2 separate regions of the Gossypium hirsutum genome follow, and region 1 is linked to region 2. A link is a contact called in public Hi-C data. All regions are on one chromosome and are shown on one strand. The core of a region is the stretch at or near the end of the contact, and the rest is flanking DNA. Distances in the headings are between cores, read along the strand shown. Region 1 has its middle 8.5 kb from the start of LOC107921263. Region 2 has its middle 7.4 kb from the start of LOC121214262.

Evidence for each region. A called contact is a pair of places that touch in the nucleus more often than the background predicts.
Region 1: a contact with region 2 is called in a Hi-C map of leaf, with 4 times the contacts expected there. The contact joins two enhancer-like sites. A contact is called at or near these places in 2 of 34 Hi-C or Micro-C datasets (both in leaf).

The regions. Positions count from the first base shown.
Region 1 is chrD01:51,952,446-51,956,171 of Gossypium_hirsutum_v2.1, reverse strand. No RefSeq gene overlaps it. Among protein-coding and RNA genes, the nearest start is that of LOC107921263, 8.5 kb to the left of the region's middle. Within about 2 kb of position 2,246, at least 3 of the 9 cell types and tissues checked have an H3K27ac peak or open chromatin away from gene starts, as enhancers often do. A contact at or near this core is called in leaf, where this site is marked.
Region 2 is chrD01:51,562,207-51,566,488 of Gossypium_hirsutum_v2.1, reverse strand. No RefSeq gene overlaps it. Among protein-coding and RNA genes, the nearest start is that of LOC121214262, 7.4 kb to the right of the region's middle. Within about 2 kb of position 2,073, at least 8 of the 9 cell types and tissues checked have an H3K27ac peak or open chromatin away from gene starts, as enhancers often do. A contact at or near this core is called in leaf, where this site is marked.

The DNA.
Region 1 (3,726 bases), core at 997-3,496, 390 kb before region 2:
AGTAAAAATGTGATAAGGTAGTGAGATGTGAACCTTAATGCCATGGAATAATGAGAAAAAGTGTTGTTAAGTGATAAAATATTATTAAAGGTCATAACTGGACAAAATATGGTAATTTGATACAAGATGTTGATAAAAGTGATAATTCAATCATTAAAGACTTAAATTATGTCTTATATTATAATAAAGTGGAAATTTTGAAATGATATATAGTGTGTGATAAAGTGATGGTATTTGTAAAGTGATATATTCAAATTGTTGTAAAATAATAAATGTGTTTATGATTATTGATTATATGTATATATATATACATATGAAAGTGAATTGTTGATTTAATTCACCTATTTGATAAGTGAAAATGTGAATTTCTTTTGGAAGTGTTAATAAAGTGGAAGACCTTAATAGATTTAGTAGAATAATTAAGATACAATTGACATGTTAATAGAGGATGAATGTGCATGTGTATTAGAAGATGTGCATAGAAAGCGTGCCTGATGTCATAAGCAAAGCACTTGTGTGCATTATGGATTCATTTCTAGTCTTCTTATGGTAGGACTCTTTGCGTGGTATTTCAAGGGGTTTGAGTATCGGACTTTTTGTTTTTTTGCTAGGATTTATTAAGGGTGAAGTGTATAAAATGGTGGTAATAAAAATATTAATGAATTTTTTTATGTTAAAAAGTGGACAAAAAAGTGTTATGCTCTAAAAGTGAAGCTACTGAACAAGAAATTGTATGATGGTATGCAATTGTTAAACATTTGGTAAACAAGATAGTAACGTTATGTTAAGCCTTAACTAACAGGAAAAGCGAAAGCCTTTAATGAAAATATAAGCATGTTGTGATACTCAGTAACATTATGTTGAGCCTTAACGAACCGATGATGTTGTTTCATCGAACTCTTTTTTTTTTAGTGTTTCTGGGGAACGGGGCTACCTGGTAACGCCACATTCATTGGAGCCTCCCCCTCCCCCTTATTCATGCATGCAACCTAGAAAATAGTAAAATAAAAGAAGGAAAACCAAGGGTTTACCTTCGATTAGATGAAAAGGCCATGCCGTTTTTTTTATTTTCTTTTTAGGGTTTTTCTCTTTTTTAAACTTTGACTGACATTGATCTTTTATATTGTTCTTTTAATCTGTATTATTTTAATCATGTTTTTGATTCATTTGTAAACTTGTGTTTTGACCCTAAAAATCATTTCAAAACGTGTTGTTTTCATTTTGAATCACTTTTACTGCAAGTATTATTTGCTGTACTGTTGATTCTGATTGGCTGAGAGAGGTTTGCCATTCCTCACAGCACAAAATTTTTAGGGTTCTAGACTCTAACTGCAATCTTGAAATAGAAATGGACTTTTGGGAATTTCCAAAAATGGACTCAAAACAGATTTAATCATATTAAAATTGAAACAAATCTGGGTTTGAATTTAATTTGAAAATAAATTTGGGTTTTAAAAGATTGTTTTAAACCAAATTAGACTGGGCTTTGAGAAACAAATTAATTTGGACTTTGAGAAGAAAAATAGACTGTGCTTTTGAAAATTATTTAAATTGGCATTTTCCCAAAATTATGCCTAATAAAGTATTTTGAAAATCAGAAATGATTTTATTAATTATATTTTTTAACATTACAAATTTTAACAAAAAAAATGCTATTATTTTTTTTCAAAAAAAGCCAACATAAGTAGATATTCAAATATTCACCTACTTCATGCCAAAATTTCAAAACTTAAATTAAATTAAACTAAAAAGAATTTAAAATTGATTTCAGTTTAATTGAAACCATACATAAACATTCTATCTTAATTTAGCTTTTAATCTAATTCCAAATTTAACATTAAATTGATAACAGTTTAATTTAAAATTGAAATAATCACCCTATAGTTCCTCAACCATTTTAAAATTCAAATCCAGATAATGAGGTCGGGTCGGGGCAAAATTTGATATCTACAGAACTCGAATGGAAATGGATTGATGGTGATGCTTTTCCACTCTCCGCTGTCGATGGCTATTCGACTTCGGTAGGAGGAGTCTCTAGTGGAAGCTTTTAATGATAATTTTTCGGAAGTGGAGACTTGTAGTAAAGAGGCAGGGGAATGTTAGTACAATGGTTGGATATTGGTTTTGACGATATAGCAGGTTCTAATCCTTTAATTCGCAAAGGGGATACTTTGATAATGTTAATGGGGCATTGAAAAATTGAATTTGGGGTTGGATTGGTATGGGATGGGGCCATGGGCTTTCATGATGGAGGGGTTCGTGATTCTGTTTCTTTACAAGCATTGGATGATATAAGGAATACGGGTTTGGCTTTGGATGGCCAAATGAAAAATGGGAAGGCTCATTTTGGTGTAGTTGATTCTAGTCTTAGATGAAACCTTTTTCAGTTGCTAATGGGGTTAGTGATAATCATGTGATTGTGGAGAATCATAGAATTAAAACAAGAAAATTTAAATCCCTTTTTGAAATAGAAGAAAGGAGGAATGCTGAACTTGATATTAGATAATAAAAAAAAAAACAAAAAGGGAAGGAGATAGAAGATAAATTTCCAAAGCCTAATTCTTCTAGGGAAGATTGCAAACGGCTCGCTCTCTAACTCAGTTTTCCATAACTGCAAAAAGATTTTGTGGAGAGAAACTTCTGAGGGAGTTTGGGAAAAAAATGGGTTTGAGGGTAGGGATGGATCCATATAATTTTATTTTAAGGGGTGAAATTTTTAAATTCGAACGACTTTTTTTTTAATGTAAAATGTATCAATTAAAATTTTTTTATCAAACAAATTAATTTAATGTTTTTCAAAAGGTATGAACAATTTAATTGTAAAAAATAAAAGACACTATATAAAATTAAATATTTATTTTCAATTTACAAAAAAAAAACTAATACTTGGCATTAGTTCTAGGCATCCTAAATTGCACCATTCGTTTTTTCATAAGATTGAACTCATCAATAATAGAATCTGTTGAAAATTCTCGAGCTATCTTTTTTTAATGTATGCCACCAAGTAAGTTGAAAAAAATCATCCCCCATTCTGTTGCGAAGTCTTATATTCACAATTTTCATGGCTGAAAATGCTCGTTTAATCATTGCAGTAGACACAAGAAGAGTTAGCACAACATGAATAATTCTATCAAGAAGAGGATAAATTCTTGATTTATTTGTCTTAGCTAGCACTTGACACAACTCAGCAACTGTAGAAGCTTTCTGCAACTTTGTGCTTTGATGAGCATCAAGTTGAAAAAGTTCCAATTGACTCTTCATGTGTAGTTTTTCTTGCTCGTAAAATTGTCCAGATAAAAATCATTCATAAGCTTGCAAATATCTTCCACACAAAAAGCTTTGTAATTATCGCGTGGACCCAAAGCAAAGCTAATAACAAGTAACTCAACTACCTCATCATTAAAGCGAGAATTCATTTCTGTTAACAATGAATCGATACCAGTAATGAATATATCAAACCGATATTGATGCTCAATTGTTAGGTTATCTACCGACCTCAACCAGCTTTACAAGAAACACTTTATTTGGGGACTTCTATCTCATTATCTTTACAAAATAAGTTCACTTTCTCAAACAAAGGATCTCACCCATGTTTTCTGAGTTTCTGGAGAAACGTTTTAGTTGATGACACCAGTTACATCGTGTTTAGTATATCCTGCGATTTATACTACAATGCTTGACAGAGATCATCGGTTATTCCAAGCATGTCTATCATTAAATACAAGA
Region 2 (4,282 bases), core at 824-3,323:
ATCTTGTGCATTTTGAATTATTGTATTTTTGGAGGATTTTGATGATGATGATGACTTCTTATTTTCTTCTTCATGGCAAATTTCATACCATGACTTAATTGGTTTTGAGGAAATTTGGGTTTTGGATGACTCCTATTTTCCCTTTTCCTTTGTCTTAGAGTTTGGGTGGCATTTTTGAAGAAACTCTCTGGTGAGAAAATTAGGCAAAGAATTAGTTTCTCATTTGATGTATTCAATATCAAAATCAAATATGCTCAAAATTGCCTACCGTCTTGCAAAAATCTGTTATGAGACAATATTTTGAACATATTTTTATAATACTTCTTTTTCTAATTTGCAATCGATTCGTAAAAGAAATTTTTGATTTAAAAAATCTCTTTGGAATTTTGTAATGCACAAAAAAATTGATAATTTTTTTTAATAGTACTATAATTTTGCTGAGTAGGATTCCAGTGTCTTTAAGTAAACCGGACTATTTGCTCTTTTCCTCCATTAACTTGTTTTCGAATCCCACCGTATCCTATTTCAAAAGCATCTGTTTCTGCAATCTTAGGGGCATTTGGATCGGCTAAATATAAACAAGGAAGCTTAGTGATTTGTTTTTTTGATTTAGGTGATAATATTGGTGTGGTTATTTGTCCAAGGTTGTGGATTCTTTTTGAGCCTATCATATAATGGTTTACATAATTTGCTAAGACCTGGATAAAAGTCTATGAATAATTGAGGCTTCCTAAGAATCTTTGTAATTGGACTTTATCAAGGATTTGGTCTGGGGATTTGCTAGCAAACTCTATAGACCGTTCTATTAGGGGAATGGTTCCTTGGGTAATGTAATAACCTAAAAACCTTACTTTGTTTTGGAACAAACTTATCTTGGATTTAGAAACTACTAAACCATTATTTTTTATGACTTTTATAAAGATCGATAAATGTTTGAAGTGTTTTTCTAAATTTTCTGAAAATACTAATACATCATCAATGTATACTATTGTGAATTGAGAATATTGGTAAAAAATATCATTCATTATTATTTGAAACTCAGATGGAGCATTTTTTAACCCAAAAGGCATTACGTTCCATTCATACTGTCCAAATGGTACAGTAAATGTCATTTTATATCTTTCTTATTCTTTTATTTGGATTTGCGAAATCCAAATTTCATGTTAAATTTTGAGAAAATATTTGTATTACAAAGTTTCTGTAGCAAATCTTTCTTATTTGGTATTGGGTATCTAATTCATTTTAAGGCTTGATTGAGAGGTTTGTAATTAATTACTAATCTTGGCGTTCCTCTTTCGAGTTCTGCATTTTTTATTACATAGAATGCTGAACAACTCTAAAGAGAACTACTTTTCCTAATTAAATTTTTATTAAGAAGGTCTTATATTTCTTTTTTACAAAATTCTTCCATTTCTTTGTTCATTTTTATGGGTCTTGCTGTTCTGGGTATTTGCCTTTCATCAAAATTTTTTTCATATGGTAATGTTACTTCGTGTTTTTTCCTATTCCTAAAGGCATTAGGAATGTCAGAACAAATTGTTGATTCTATTTCTTCTTTGATTTGATTTATCCTTTTTTGTACTTCTCTTTTTCCTAATTGTTCAGTCAATTTTTTAAAACATATTTCTTCTTTTAGAAAAGAGATTTGCTTCTGTTTATGATTAATTAAATTATTAATTTGCCCATTATGGATGGATAAAGATTTAATAAGTTGAGATTTCTTATTTTTGGTTTTTCTACAAAAGGAAATTCTACTTTAGTGTTTAAAACTTTGGTGGAGATAGAATTATTTATTACTTTATAAGGTTTGAGTAAGGATATGAATGGGGTTCTTTTTTTTGAAATAAATCACAGATTTTGCTTTATTTAAACTATTAATTACACAAATAGTCCTAGAAAAATAAATAGGGCAAGCCCAGTAACCAGACTAGGCCCAACGAAAGGAAAAACAAAACAAACTAAAAGGAAACCTAATCACCTAGAAAATGAAAAAAGGAAACAATATCTGCAGCACATTAATTTAGCCGTTCCATCTGCCCAATCAGTCTCAAAAGTCAATACACGTCTTGTCACTTCAACTTCTTTAGTTCTTCAAGATGTTTTGAATCACGCGAGAGCTTTGTATAGTCACTTTCATATCTGCCCTTCTCCGATTCATTTCCTCCATCTCTCCTTTTTCTTGCTTCAATCTGGTTCTCTCACCCTTTTGTTTTCTGCTTGAAATTCTGCAACTCCAGGGACTCGTCCGACCAGGTAATCTCCTCTGTTACTCTTAATCGCTTCAGTTGCTAAAATATGCGCGAGGCTATTTGTTGATCATGGGATATACTCGAACTTACATTCCTTAAAATATAACAAAAGCTTATGGATGTCATGAATAAGCGCACTAACCAGTGATTTATCTGGGCTTGTTGTTTTGCATTTCTTTATTATTGATAAAGAGTCTCCTTCAATAATAACTCTTTCCCACTGCATGTGAACTCCGATCTGGAGAGCTTTCAGACACGCGATTGCTTCCGCTCCAAAGGCTGAGGAAACCCTTTGATGAACCTCCGAACAAGATAAGAGAACTGAACCCTCTTTATCTCTGGCCACAACTCCGATAGCCGCTTTATTTTGTCCTCTTTCATATGCTGCATCAAAATTGATTTTGACAAAACTGTCCATTGGTTTTTTCCATTTTTTAACAGTTATGGAAGTTTGTCGACTATTTTTACCAACTGAATGTAACTCTAAAATGTAGCTATTAACAAATCTCCCTATTTTTCTCAAGATTTACTCCCTTTGTTATGCAGTCTGTTATTCCTATCTCCCCAAATGGCCCATACTGCAACACAGAAGATCCGACGCTGGGATGCCGAGCTTTGTGTAAAAACCCAAGTTAACCACTGTAGAAACCCCATCTGGTTTTCCTGCACATATTTATGAAATGATAACTCTCTCCACACTGATATTGTAACAGGGCATTCTCGAAAAAGATGTTCCATAGATTCAGATCCAGAGCCACAACGAGGACACATTGATGTATTCGTTAGTCGTCTAAGTAGCATATTAACGTGAGTAGCTAGGAAATTCCAAGAGATCTTCCAAACTGTAATTTTTATTTTTGAAGGTAGATTAAGTAGCCATAATTTCCTGTAGAAGTCCTTATAGTCAGCTTGTAAAGCATAAGCTCTAGGATCATTTGCAGTACTTTGTAATAGTTTATAGGCGCTACATTCTGTGAACTCACCCGACGCTTCAACACTCCATACTTGGAAATCTTTATGTGGTCTTTCAGCTAGCGGGATACTGAGAATCATCTCGGCTACATCCTCCGGAAAGGTATACTCTATCAACTCCTGTTTCCATGTTCTACTGCTTGAATCAATTAATTCCGCAATATTACTATCATTCAAATTCGTATTTAAAACTGGTAATCTATCACATGGTAAAACTAGAATCCAATAATCACGATTGATCGAAATATTTGTGCCTTTACCCACCCTCCAACATAATCCCTCAGCTAAGACACCCTTAGTAGCCCAAATACTTTTCCAAGTATACGAAATGTTATTCCCCAATTGTGAATTTAAAAAATCAACTTTTGGAAAATACTTTGGTTTTAATACTTGTGCTACTAAAGAATTTGGATTGTTCAAAATACGCCACCCCCGTTTAGCTAGAAGGGAGATATTAAATTGGGCCATATTTCTTAATCCCAATCCACCTTCATCTTTAGGACGGCATAAATACTTCCACTGACACCAATGAATACCTCTTCTTCTATGCGCTTTCTGCCACCAAAATTTAGCAAATATGTTTTCAAATTCCCCACAAAGAGTCTTTGGTAGTAAGAAACACGACATAGCATTGGTTGGAATAGCCTGTAACACTGATTTAATAAAGACTTCTTTACCTTCTTGGGATAACAATCTAGTAAAAATATTCTCTTTTAAATGCTGAAAGGATTCCTTTTTCTTCGACCAACCATATTCGGAAGCCCCAAGTAACGTTCTAAGTTTGTTGAGATCCTAACCCCCAACTTTGCCGATGCTTCTTTCTTCTTCTCATCAGATGTATTCGTACTAAAAAATATTGTAGACTTATTGAAATTAACACGTTGCCCAGAACACTCTCCATATTCCTTCAAAATATCCATTGGTACCCTAGCACCCCTATCTGATGCTTCCCCGAACAAAATACAGTCATCTGCAAAAAGCAAGTGTGAAATTTCTGGACCTCTTCTACTGGCTTTTGCACCTTTTAGCATTCCCTCCGCTGAAGCCATTCTCATCAAAGC